Linked DNA regions of Canis lupus: region 2 is linked to region 1. A link is a contact called in public Hi-C data. All regions are on one chromosome and are shown on one strand. Each heading gives the region's core, a stretch centred on a gene start, on an enhancer-like site or on the middle of the called end of the contact. The rest is flanking DNA. Distances are from core to core; before and after follow the strand shown.

Evidence for each region. A called contact is a pair of places that touch in the nucleus more often than the background predicts.
Region 2: a Hi-C map of blood shows a contact between it and region 1, with 4 times the contacts expected there. The contact joins the promoter of SLC16A6 here to the enhancer-like site in region 1. A contact is called at or near these places in 4 of 9 Hi-C or Micro-C datasets (blood and skin fibroblasts).

The regions. Positions count from the first base shown.
Region 1 is chr9:11,813,919-11,820,298 of UU_Cfam_GSD_1.0, reverse strand. ARSG (arylsulfatase G) reads left to right here. Exons shown (of 11, transcript NM_001048098.1): 9 at 209-329; 10 at 4,828-4,918. Among named protein-coding and RNA genes, the nearest start is that of WIPI1, 39 kb to the right of the region's middle. Within about 2 kb of position 2,793, at least 7 of the 20 cell types and tissues checked have an H3K27ac peak or open chromatin away from gene starts, as enhancers often do. A contact at or near this core is called in blood, where this site is marked.
Region 2 is chr9:11,889,951-11,896,330 of UU_Cfam_GSD_1.0, reverse strand. SLC16A6 (monocarboxylate transporter 7) reads right to left here and starts at 4,050. Exons shown (of 6, transcript XM_038546781.1): 1 at 3,907-4,050.

The DNA.
Region 1 (6,380 bases), core at 1,544-4,043:
GTGCGAAACCACTGTGCCATTCTGCTTCTTCCAGAAGAAGAAGAAATCCAGGTGGAACCCAAAGAAAGGACAGGCAGGCAGAGGAGGGGGCCATATGGGAGGATGTGGATGCTCAGTCTGGGCTTGTTTGGGTGGGCCTTGACCATAGCATGGCCAGGGAGAGAGTCTGGGAATAGCCAGGGTCAACACTGTCTTGTTCTTTCTGTAGTGTGCTGGACATCTTCCCCACCGTGGTAGCTCTGGCTGGGGCCAGCCTGCCCCAGGACCGACACTTTGACGGTTTGGATGCCTCCGAGGTGCTCTTTGGCTGGTCGCAGACTGGGCACAGGGTAAGTGAAGGGGGTGTGCGCCCTTCTCAGGCTCTTCAGGAGATTGGCCAGCTGCCTCTCATCCGGGGCTGCCTTTGTGCAGAGAGAACCATCCTTGGACGCTACATGGAGGTGGCTGCTCCAGACCTAGTTTGAGAAAGCCTGATAGATGGCTCCTTTGAGACGAACCTCTCTTTCTACCCCACCCCTTTCTCCTATGATCAATCCGGTTTGCCAATCCAGACTTAATTTAACACCTTGGCTTAGAGCGGGTGTATGGGGATGCTTATTCCCCATAGCATATGATTTGTTTTCACAGTTACTGAATGTTCTGAGACATCGTAGGCACCTGGCACATTTTTGTTGGATGAGATGGCTGAGTAGTGTGAGTGACTTGTTTATCGTGGGGCTCCCCGACTAGAATGGAACTTTCCCGAAAGCAGGGATCTCACTGAGAATTCCCTGTGCGCCTCACAGTGCCTGGCACCCACGGGCATGCAATCACTACGGATCTGACGAATAAATGAATGAACAGACACATGAATGAAACAGCTCTTGGACGGCAGGGCCAACGAGGGCTTTATGCCTCTGACCTGCCCCCTGGCTCCTGGACGGCCCGACATGTGACTCCGCAGCCCCTGCACTGGCTTTGGGTTTCTGCTTCCCAGGGCCCCAGGGTCCCCTCCTCATGTGTGCTGAGGCACCCGGGGGCAGTGACAGCCCGGAAGCATCGGGCCCAGTGGCCTTTCCATGTCATTTCCGTGTGTTTTCCTTTCACCAAAAGGAAGAGGAAGTGGGAGGAGGGAACCCCAAACCCCTTTGTAGGGCCCGGTGAGAGCACATGGCTTCTCAGTTAGGGACCCACACATCAAAGGGTCTATTTGCGTCTCTACCGAGGGTCACATGGAAGTGACTCAAATGCTGCTCAGATGTGCGGCGGCGGTCACCCAAGCCGCCCCTGTGGCTGGGCCTACCCAGGGCAGGCGGCCCTCTGGCCTCAAGAGGGCCGCCCGTGCTTCTGTGAGCATTCGTGCAGTTTCTAGGGCTCATCAGACGTGCCTGAAATGCCCTCCGAGGAAGCACTACTTCTCCTGGCGTATGGAATCTTCTAGAACTGCAGACCCTTCCAGGCTGAGCTGTACTGCGGAGCAGCGGCGAGGCCGCAGGAAGATGGTTTCCGCCTCGGGGCTGGAGGTTGGCAGTGTGTGACCCTGGGGGGTTACGGAAGACGTCAGTGCAGAGGTGCTCCCGAGTGTTTATTAGCACAGCTACTAATAGAATAATTGGGGTCACCAGGAAGTGCTTCAAGGACTCTGGGCTCCTTGCCGTGGCCGGTCTCCTGTGGAAGCCAGCTCCTTCGCGGTCGCTTCCGCTCTCAGGCAGGAGAGCTCACTCTGGTCGCTGCTTTGCGTCGGGTCATCGAGGCCCGGGCTCGGGGCCTCACGGTTACTGGTGTGGTGCCCGGCGGTGGCTGGGTGGGGGCACCAGGCAGGAGGACGGGACCCAAGCCCCAGCACCGTTGGGGGTTCGCGTGGGGGACGCGGGGCGTGTGTGTGCAGCTGGAGTCCTGACCACACCCCAGGGCCTGGAAGGAAACAGCCTCCCCGACCGCCCGCCGGAAGCCACTGATGGTATCTTCAAGAGCAAAAGCCTGCGGGTGCTGGCACCTTCGGGCCACGCCCCGCTTCCCAGGACCCTAGATTCCCACAGAGTTTCGAGTTTGAGGGCAACACAGGTAGTTGTGGGCTCTGAGTCTGGTCTTTTCCGGCCACCTGCCGAACAGACTAGAATAAATTGTCTTGAGTTTGCAGAAGGGAGGCCAGGAGGTGAAGTGAGTGATCACACACACACACACACACACACACACACACACACACACACACACCTATCCATGTACATACGGGATACGCACATACGTGTCCCCCCGCCCCCCCGGGGAGATTTTGAGAAACACAATTTACTTGTGTTCACCACCCTCGGCTGTGTCCTGGGCTTGGTTTAGAAAACAGTTCCAGTTTCAAGAGGCTCAAAGTAACTCCTAGATGATCATCTCAAAACAGGATGCAAATAGGCCTGAGCAATGGGGCTCTTCCTTATTTTGCAAATGAAGTCACCGCAAGTGGGAAGTGCTGAAGCCACCTAGGGCCACGCGCCCCCTGGCAGCCTCCCCAGGCCCTAGGTGCAGGCATTTAAAGGCCAGTTGTGGGCTGTCGGGTTTCCTGCAGAGCGGCCTTCTCGACCTTCTTCTCATTGTCCCCTTGGAGGTCTCTGGGGAAGTCGGGTGGTATTTAAAACCCGCAGCAGCTGCCACCAGGCTGCATGGTGGGTCTTGCACCTGGGTCTGTGTCTGGGCACCGAGGGCAACCGCGAGGAGGGGGGGGAGGGGAGACGGGTAGGAGAGGGTGCCTCCAATATCCCACTGGGGGCTTGCCTGACTCTCGAATGCAAGCTGGAGGTTGTCACGTTGCCGTTGGTCAAGTCACACGGCAGCTCCTGGTGGCCACCAACAAGTCCAAATTTTGTTGGCAAAGGGAAGGCTTCTTTCATGGCTCTGCACCAGCCAGTCCAAACCGGCCTGGGGCTGCTGTGGGTCCTAAGACACGTGGCTCCTCCCTGGAAGCTATACATTGAGGGGACAGGAGCTGGGTTGCAGGCTCTGGAACTCCCATCACTTCTCTTAGGGAGGCCCCTAGTGGTGAGAGGCGCCATCCCCAGTGGCCCACCACTTCTGGAGACAGAGCTTTGCAGCCCCACCTGAGGGGACTGGGGGAGCCCTCCTTGTATGAGTGTGTGTGTATGTGCGCGCGCACACACACCACATATGCACCAGCCCCCAGGGCCTAAGGAGATGCTCCCCTGCTTAAAACGACAAAACCAAATGAAACAAAGCAAAAGCAGGTAAGAAAGGCAACCAGGAACGTGCACCTGCTTTGCAGAAGACACCGTCATCTTTGAAATTCGGACGGGGTGTCCTCCCTGCCCTCCCCCGAGGACCTAGGACCTGTCTTGGGCTGTGGTTCATGTGCACATTTGCCAGCCCTCTTCCTCTGTGGATGGGGAACCCCAGCGCCCTGGCCAGTGTGCCCCCGAGGAAAGCAAAACCCATCCCTGTTTCGGGGAGTGAGCCATCCTCAAGTTTTGCTTCCTCTTCCTCTTGGATTTTGGAAGTTGCCTCTGGTAACGCTGCATAAATATCCTGGACGTGGCAGGAAACTGATGGAGTTTCTGAGGCTCAAACGATGCCCACGGCTTGACCTGGCGGCGGACCGCGACTCCCACCTCCTGGATGTCTGAGTGCGTCTTAGGTCGGTTGACAAGAGTCCCCCACTTCCTGCCCTCTCCAGAAGGAAACCAAGCGGCCTCCTGCGGTGACGGGCTTGGCTTCCTGCAGGGCTGGCAGGAGAGTGGGTTTTGAGTTACGACTTCTTTTCCTGTTTGGAAGGAGCCTGCTGTCATCACGCTGGCCGGGGACCTTGCGGCGACTGTCACGAGAGCCCAGCACGGAAGCTGCAGGTGTGGGAGGAGCCCCGCCCTCGGCGGCATCCTCTCAGAGCCCGGGAACTTGGAGGGACAGCTGTTTACTGCTCCAACAGATGTTTCTCATTTTTTTTTTTTTTTAGCCCCATGGAAACTTTGAATCACGTAAGCGCCTTTCCAGTGATATATATCGGTCATGATTCATACCAGGGCGGTCTCACGCTTCCAGCCCAAACCCACCAACCGACCAAGGACACTGGTCATTTATTTTCTACCAAATCCTGCCCTTGGCAAGCCTGAATTAGGTGTTTCCGCTTTGTAGGGTGATCCTTTCATCTCTGGCCCGATGAGGGAGGATTTCCTCAGTCCGAGTGGGGTAGGGTTGAGTCAAAGGTGAGGCTGTCCATGTTAGGCCGCGCCTGGTTCCGAGACATCACGCCGAGCCGTCCTCTCGAGCATGCCTTCTTAGGCCACCCTTGCTCGAGGGAGAGCGAGAAAATCACCTGGATGCCGAAGTCGGTTCTCCAAAGAGATCCGAGGAACACCTGCGTCCGAATCCCTGGGAAGGTCTGGAAGGCATGCAGGTTCCCAGGCCCTATCTTGAGCCTGAGGGCTGGGGCCTGGGCTGGTGTGTGACCAGCACAGTCATCTCTCACCCCATCCCCCTGGCACTTAGGACAGCCCCGCAGCTGGTTTAAAGAGCAGGTGCTGTGCCGTCTTGGAACTCTCCAACGTTGAACAAGCTTTCTCTCACTTTGATTTTGCAGTGGACCCTGCACATGCTGTAGCTGGTACTGGGCCTGCGAATCTGACCAGAGAGGGGGCCAATCTAAGTAACTGGCCAAATAGCTATTTCATGGAGGCATCCACTCCCCGGGGTGGGGTTGGCCAGTGTGGACCACAGGCCCCAGTCGGTCAGCATTTGGGACCAGGGTAGGGTGGGGTGGGGGTGCTGGGCCGGGCCCCATGACAGAGAAAGAAATGCTTTCCAGGGAGTCCCCGGGAGCCTGGCTGGTTAGGAAGCTCTGCTGCTCTTTCTCAGGTGCTGTTTCACCCCAACAGCGGGGCTGCTGGAGAGTTCGGAGCCCTTCAGACGGTCCGCCTGGGGTCTTACAAGGCCTTCTACGTCAGCGGTGAGTCGGGTGTGCTCAGTGCACCATCCTCCCTCAGGCCTCTGGCAGTGAGTGTGGGCTGCCCTCCTTCAGGGGCGCTCCCGGCACCCAGGGGCCCCCCAGCACAGGCCCTCGGCCCCCACAGATAGGAAAACAAAGTCTGTCTACCGTTCGCCGAAATTTCCAGCAAGCTCCGAGCTAGTCAGCACACTTGACACAGCCCTTTCCCCACCAAGAACCGTTTCGTTCCATTGTTGTGCTTTAAATGCCAGTTTGGCCGAACATGAAATGGGAGCTTAGAGATATTTTAAAGTGTAATTTACTTGACAATAGACTGTTTCAGAAAATAGACTCTAGGGGTTGAGTTAGCAAACCAGCAGAAGGCTCTGCTTCTTGGTTCATTCGCTGACCGTCTTCAATGTATATTTTAGAAATGTGATACTGGGTCATGATGGTTCTCAAAACCTTCCAGTGGCTTCTTGCTGCCCACTGAATTCAGGCTCCTTCCATCCTGGGTCCCTCCACTTTTCCAGGGTCAGTTCTCCAAGGACAATGGCCTTCTTCCTTGGCCTTGTATCGAAATCTCTCTCCACTGCGAGGCCCTCCCATCAAATTCTAGTACCTTGGTCATAAAATCCAATCTCATCTTGCCAGCTGCGTATGATTTGGAAAAACTCTGATAAGGATCACATTCTGCTATATACGCCAGTTATTTGGGTACATGTTTGTTTTTTGGGAGGGGTCCTGGGGGGTACACATTTTATTTCCACTACTAGTTTTGAGCTTTAAATTTTTTTTTAATGTAAGAGAGAGAGAGCATATGAGAGAGAGAGAGAGAGAGAGAGAGCGAGAGCGCACAAGCAACGGGGAGGGTAGAGGGAGAAGCAGGTTCCCAGCTCAGTAGGGAGCCGCATGCAGGGCCAGGACCCGGAGATCATGACCTGAGCTGAGACGCTTAACTGACTAAGCCACCCAGGCGCCCCTAGTTTTGAGCTTTGTAAGGTATTTCGTTTTTGTGGTCTCTAAGTGCTGAGCACAGCATCTTGTACCTCGTAGGGACCCTAACGTCTTTCTTTTAGTGAATGAAAAACAAAAACAAAACAAAATCCGGGACCTGGTGCAGATTCCAATTTGATTCAATTATTTAACATCAGGGTGTTCCAAAGAATTATATAATAAAGAACGGAAATGATTATCCCTGACTGTAAATCCGTGATCCTGGAGAAAACATGGCATAAACACAAAACAAGTTCTTTGAGTTCGTAACTTGAGGGATATTAAAAAAGCCACAAGAATCGTTGATCCTCCAAAACCTACAATGCAAACCAGTCAGATATTTGTTATGCTTTCAGATGGAAAGTTTCCAGATTACAGTCCTTACATTACATTATCTCAGAGGTATGGCTTCTCCAGGCTGAGTTAATTTCAGAAGTCACGGCCCTGCCAGAAAGCCCTTGGCACCACGGTGTTGGAATCCTGAATG
Region 2 (6,380 bases), core at 2,801-5,300, 75 kb before region 1:
TATGAAATACGGTCTGTTTCAGTTTTACGGTGATGTGAACTTAGCTTATGTACGGAAAGGGAAATTGGTTTCCCACGTGGGGGTCTAACTGGTGAATCATGCTGAGTGGCCGAATCACTTTGCTCCTTGATTTTGTGCTGTCAGCAGGTAAAAAGAGTTTTGCTCATGATCTCCGATCTCTGCCTGCCCTAGGAATCTCCAGTTTTAGCACAGCTTTTAGCCTGACCTGCTCAGAGTTAGACTTTTCATCCTTCTTAACTCTTGAGCCCTTTGACACAAAGCCCATGGGTTGGTTGTCTTGAAACCCCCCTCGGGCTTTCTTTGTTGAATGTCTGTTTACTATTAACTGGCTGCACAATCTTGGGAAAATCACTTAATCCCTAAATTTCATCATCTGTAAGGTAGGGATTAGACACAGCGTACTTGAGGGTCTCTCCCAACTGTAAAATTCTATGACAGCGGGGGGTGGGGACAGGGGTGGGGTTCCTGGCAGCCAACCCACCTTCTACCCTCATGGCTTTCCAAAGGAAATACAGTGACAAAATACACTGGGCAGTTTGGAGTATTTCCTGTGAGTATGTGGTTGTCTTACCCTTAAATAAATGAGGATTGTGCCAAAGCGTGGAAATCTGCTATACCTAGGAATTTCTCCGGGAGTCGATTTTTGGAGGAAAAGGTGTGATCTGGGGGGTATCAAGAATGCAAGCTATTGGATTATCATAGAGCATCAGACTCTGTTCAGAGCAAAGTTCAAAATGCAGGCTTTGGATGGAAATGGTGGTGAGTGCTGGGATAAGCCAAGCCTCTCGGCAAACGCACTGCCAGTCTCTGTTCTTCTGAAAGGCGTAGCCTGGAGAACAGCTTTCGACAAGTTGTTTCCAGCCCCAGTTGTCCAAACCAGTCTGTATTTAGGTGAAGTTCATTTGAATTCTCTACTACAGAAGTCCCAAACCTAACCTGAAGTCCCCCCTCAGCAGCTCTGAATCACTGGATACAACCGATTCACCCATTTTACAAGATCACGATGTTGAAACCTGAACCCCTAGTTTAAGTGTCCTCCTCAGGAGTTCCACTGAGGAAAGTCCATTTTTGGAAACCACAGAAGGAAAACTCACAGTTAGTGGTACTCATTAAGACAGAAGGAGCTTTTCCACTTGGCTGCATTGTTTATTTACGTACTGGAACTCTCTATCTTGGCCACCCTTCCCTTAATTCGGAGGAGAGGTATTTCTTTATCCCTGGGGCAGGATGTATCGCCCACCCCAAAAATGCCGCGTAATGGTGCTTGGGACATGGGAAGATGCATCCCTTAGAAATTTCAGCATAAGCACACTTGGTAGTTGTTTTTCTTTTTTCTTTTTTTTTTCTTTTTGTAGGCAAGACACTCATCTTCCTATGATTTGCAAAACAGTAAGATAACCGAGAAACCTCCTTCCCCGGGGGGTGGGGTGGTGGTGGTGGTGGTGGTGGTGGTGGTGTAGATACCATCTCCTTCAAGAAGGAGCTGGAGTGTCTCACTGTGCAAACAAAACCAGCTTCCAGGTGGTCAACTTGTAATAATGCTCTTCCCGGCTTGCCTCCGGGGAGCTTTTTTCTAACACTAACGCCCCCCGCGTTGGGTGACATTCTCCGTGCCACCTAAACAAACTTCTATCGGTCACCTGTCTGCTGGGGGAGGGTGGGGGTTTAATTAAAAAAAAAAAAAACGGAAAGGAAAAAAAAAATATATATATGCCCTGAAGGAAAGAACCCATTTCCTCTGCAAAATCATCGTCCGCCACTACGGCCCGGCTGGGCCACCCGGGCGCTTTCCTGCGGTTGGCAGCCCCCGCCGGAGCCTTGGAAGTTGAGCGGGACCAGCGTCAGGCGCTGACAGCTCCGCGGTCCAGGTGTGCGACCCGCCCTGCCCTGCGGGGTCAGGCGCGCTGCCCCGGGCGCGCGTGCCGGCTGCGGGCGGGGGACAGGGGGTGCGGGGGGGACCCAGGGATTCCCACTCGCCCTCGCGCTGCCTCAGTGGCCGCCCTGCGCGCGCGCCAGCCTGGAAGGTACCTCTGACATTTCGCTCTGGTGACGCGCAGGCAACTTCATGCGGAAAATCCACGCAGGGCTCATCCGGGCGCCCCCCCCCCCGCCCCCGGCTCGCTCGCCCGGTGACCTGAAGCCCCCAGCCCGGAGCGAGCGGCCACTGCGGCCGGAGCCCGCCTCCAGCGAGGTCCGGGACCCCCGACCGCCGGGGCCACGGGGCGACCCACTCTCGGCTGCCCACTGGCGAGGGCGCGTCCTCCGGGTGGCCCTGGGCATTCCCAACTGTCAGAATATTTTTTCAGCATAACCTCTCCAAAATGTTCGGCTGCGCAGTGGTCTCCTCCCGCCTCTCCCGCCCGCCACCTCCGCCCCCCCATAAATAAATAAGATAAAGCTCCCCGCACCGATTTATAAAAAAAAAAAAAAAGACAAACAACCCCACACCCCACAATCAAACTTTTAAACATGTAAAATAATAAAACCAACTCACCAAGTTAGAAGGGAAGAGAATAAACCCCAAAAGGCTCCCAATAAGGCGGAGGCTTGGCCTCCCCCTCCTTATAAGCCGCTCGGGAACATGAGAAAGGTTTAACCCCTTAGGGCGTGGGCTCGAGCCTCCGGCAGACGGGCCCCGGCGGCGGAGCACCGGGCGCCCGGCCCGCAGCGCCCCGGCCCCGGCCCCCCACCCGCGGCCGCGCCTCGGGCACCCCGGCCACACCCTCCCCCCGCCCCCCACCCCGCCGCCTGCGCCCGGGCCCTGCGCGCCGCTGCCCGCGCCCCGGCCCCGCGCCGCTGCCTATCCCTTATCCTATACCGGCTGCAGCCGGTCTCCGCCGGCCTCGGGGGCGCGCCGCCGCCGACCATGTGCTGCGAGCGCCGAGCGCCGCCAAGGAGGGGGCCGGCCTGGCGCGCGCGCGCCGGCCCACGTGGACCGGGGCCGCGCCAGGCGCGCGTCCGCCCGGGGCCCGGGCCGGGGGTCACGGAAGGTAACGGCGTCGCCGCCCGGGCCCTTCCCCGCCCCCGCCCCCCGCGCCGCCGCCGGGGTCCCTGGCACGCGCCCCCCCCCCCCCCCCGGCGGGCGCGGCCTTCCTTTCGCGCGCCCTGCCCCGCGGGACCCCGGCGCCCTGCTGCGCCGCGGGCGGGGAGCGCGGGCGTGCTCGGGCGGCGGCACCTCTCCCCCAGCACCCCCCCCCCCCCGGCCGGGCGCGCGCGGGGCCCCGGGGCCGCCTCCCTTCCCGCGGCGCCCCCCGCGCGGGGGCAGGACTGGGCGATGGGGAGGGGGGGGCGCGCCGGGGCGCAGCTCGGCGCCCGCCCCGGGCAGAACAGGTTCCTGCCAGTTTGGGTGTGAGCTGCGCGCGCGGCGCCGCGAACCCCGAGTTCCTCCTCCTGCGCCCACTTCCCCCCGTTTCGTCAACTGGCGCCTGGTTCCCCCGTGGGGGGTGCGGGGGAGGGGGTGCCGCAGCGAGCCCCGGACAGCCAGCCAGCGGCGGGGCCGCCCCGGGAGCCTTGCTCTCCCCGCGGCGGCGGCGGCGGCGGCGGCGGCGGCGGCGGCACCGGCATCCGCGCCGCGCGGCAGGGATGGGAGCCGCGGGCTGAGTCAGCATCGGCGCTCGGGGCGCGCGCATCCTCCCTCCCCGGCGGCTGGCGACGCGCGCACAGGTGCACGGCCGCGCGGTCCGCGGAGAGCCCCGGGGCCGGAGGGGCCGGGACGCCTTCGTGCCCCCCATCCCGACAGCCGCGACCCCAAGGTCACTGTGAACTCCGCAGACGACGCCCGGGAAGCCGGTTACGATCTAGTCACGGGGACAAAGCAGTGTGTCGTGTCCCGGGCATCCCCGAGCCCGCGGGGGCGCAGACCGGGCTTCCCGGTCTCCACCTCACCTTCCCGGGGCCAAGTGGACACCTGCTCGGAAGCAAGGGCCTTGTTCTCCGCGTGTCCCCGCCGACTGGGGTGCGGGTTGCTGCCTCCATTGGGGTTGGAGAAAGTGGTTCTGATGTCAGAAACTCCAGGGAGCCTACTTTGGGAGCGCGCGCGCGCGCGCGGGGTCGCCATCGGGAGGAGTCGGGGATTTGAGTTTTAATAAAAATCCCTTTGCAGTCGCTGCCTGCTTTCTCTCCCTTAAACGTTGCTCTGTGCTCTTACGAGCTGTGGCGTGGGCTAGGTGGGGAGCAGGTGTCTCCGTGGGAAGTCCCCTGTTGGCGGCCAGTACCGTGCAGCCAGGGGGCAGCTGATGAGCTTTGCAACCTTGCGGGAACACCTTCACTTCTTGGGAGCGTCACTGTCCAAATCCATAAAATGGGGTCAGAGGTGGTATCCTCAGAATCGAAGGCTTTATGATGCCTGTAAAGTGCAGATCAAAGTGACTGGCATGCGGGGAGTCCCAGGTGCCCATTAGCCCTTATTGTTGCTATTATTTATGGCTTACCATACCGATTGCTGACTCCAACACCCCTCCAGCCCCGCAAAAGATTCTTTTTTTTCGAGTTGTTCTTGAAAGAATCCAGACGTGATGATGTTTAAAAAATGACTCGAGGGATCCCTGGGTGGCGCAGCGGTTTGGCGCCTGCCTTTGGCCCAGGGCGCGATCCTGGAGACCCAGGATCGAATCCCACATCAGGCTCCCGGTGCATGGAGCCTGCTTCTCCCTCTGCCTGTGTCTCTGTGCCTCTCTCTCTCTCTGTGACTATCCCAAATAAAAAAAAAAAAAAAAAAAAAAAAAGACTCGAATCACTGAAATGACAGCATTGCTAAAACTGGACTGACTCGAAGTGTAATCTTGGACATTTAGGATCTTGCCGTGCGTTAGGACCTGCCACTGCTCTTAGTATGGAATTGTCATATTTATGGCACAGTATCTACTGTATTGGGTATTGGGAACCTATGGGTGTAGCCCATTACTTATAACTAAGCGATTCAAATCAAGTCTGGGAAGTTCCTGGTGCTTCAGATTCTTGATTTAAAACATTAGGCAAATCATGCCCAAAGCTCTAGGTGTGAATGAATAATTGAGAAAGTCACATCTGAGTATTTGACCAGAGTGAAAGCACAGTTCTCTGGGGAGGCATTACTGCAATGATCATCACACGAATACTAAATTGCTATTATTTTAATATTAGTCCTTTTATTGATTTTTTTGCATGTTTTCTTTTTTTCCAACACTGTATTAAATGCCATACATACATGTGATCTTTTATTTTTTTAATATTTTATTTATTTATTTATTTATTTATTTATTTATTTATTTATTTGAGACACACAGAGGCAGACAGAGGTAGAGGGAGAAGCAGGCTCCCTTTGGGGAGCCATATGTGGGACTCAATCCCAGGGCTCTGGGATCATGACCTGAGCCAAAGGCAGATGCTCAGCCACTGAGCCACCCAGGTGTCCCCATGTGATCTAACTTTAACCTCATTCTGCAGGGGTAACATTCTGCCGTTGACACTATCCCCATTTTACAGATGAGAGTTGTCGAGGCACAGAGCACCAGAGGGATTCACCCAAGGTTTCACAACTTTTATAGACACACCCTGGCCCTTTTTGCTGCAGAACCTCATCCAAAGATGACATCTGTCACCTGCATTTGGGGAACAGAGAGGAGGTTGGAAACCCAGTCTCTCTCCGGTCTTGCCAGCCACAAGCCAGTGACTTTTGCTCGCCCTGGTTAGAGGCTGGCTCCACCTTGGTCCCTTTCCTAGTGAGACCAAGCGTGAAAACCCCTGCTTTTTTCACTCCTCCCGAGAAAGCAAAGAGAGGGAAAGCACTGCATTACCATGCTAATCAAAACCCCCCCAAACAAAACTAACTCTGTTTAGTTCTAAATGCGAACAAAAGAACCCTTGGAGTCTGGACGACAGAACCAGAAAAATCAGGATTTGAAGTTTAGGGTTCAGCTCCCCTTTTAGTATCTTCTCTTGTGTCTGCCATAAGCCCAGTGGCAGCAGAGCCCCTCCGGTGCTTCATTTACAGTGGGCAAGGCTGTGATGATGCCCTTAAAAGTCCCTCAACATCTTCTGGGGAAATAAATTGGCTCCTGAGGCTATCCCCTCTGCTCTCTCTTTCTAGCCATCTTGCTTTGGGTCATTTGCATGAGAACAGATTCCTTTGTGCAAAGTTGGCCAGCCTGTTCTCTGTCTACGTTTATAGCCCTTCTAGTCTTCATGTTGGGTTGCTAGGCAGATATGACCCTGGCTTGCAAATAAGCTCACTGCATTTACCAGCCCGTGAGAACTTAAACTTGGGTAAGTAGACTGAAAGGAATCCTGTGTGGACCTCAGAGAGGAGCAGCCTGCTTTTAAGGGTCTGGGTCTTCGGAGCAGCCATGAAGAGGGGCAGCATTTGAGGGGATTCCTATGAG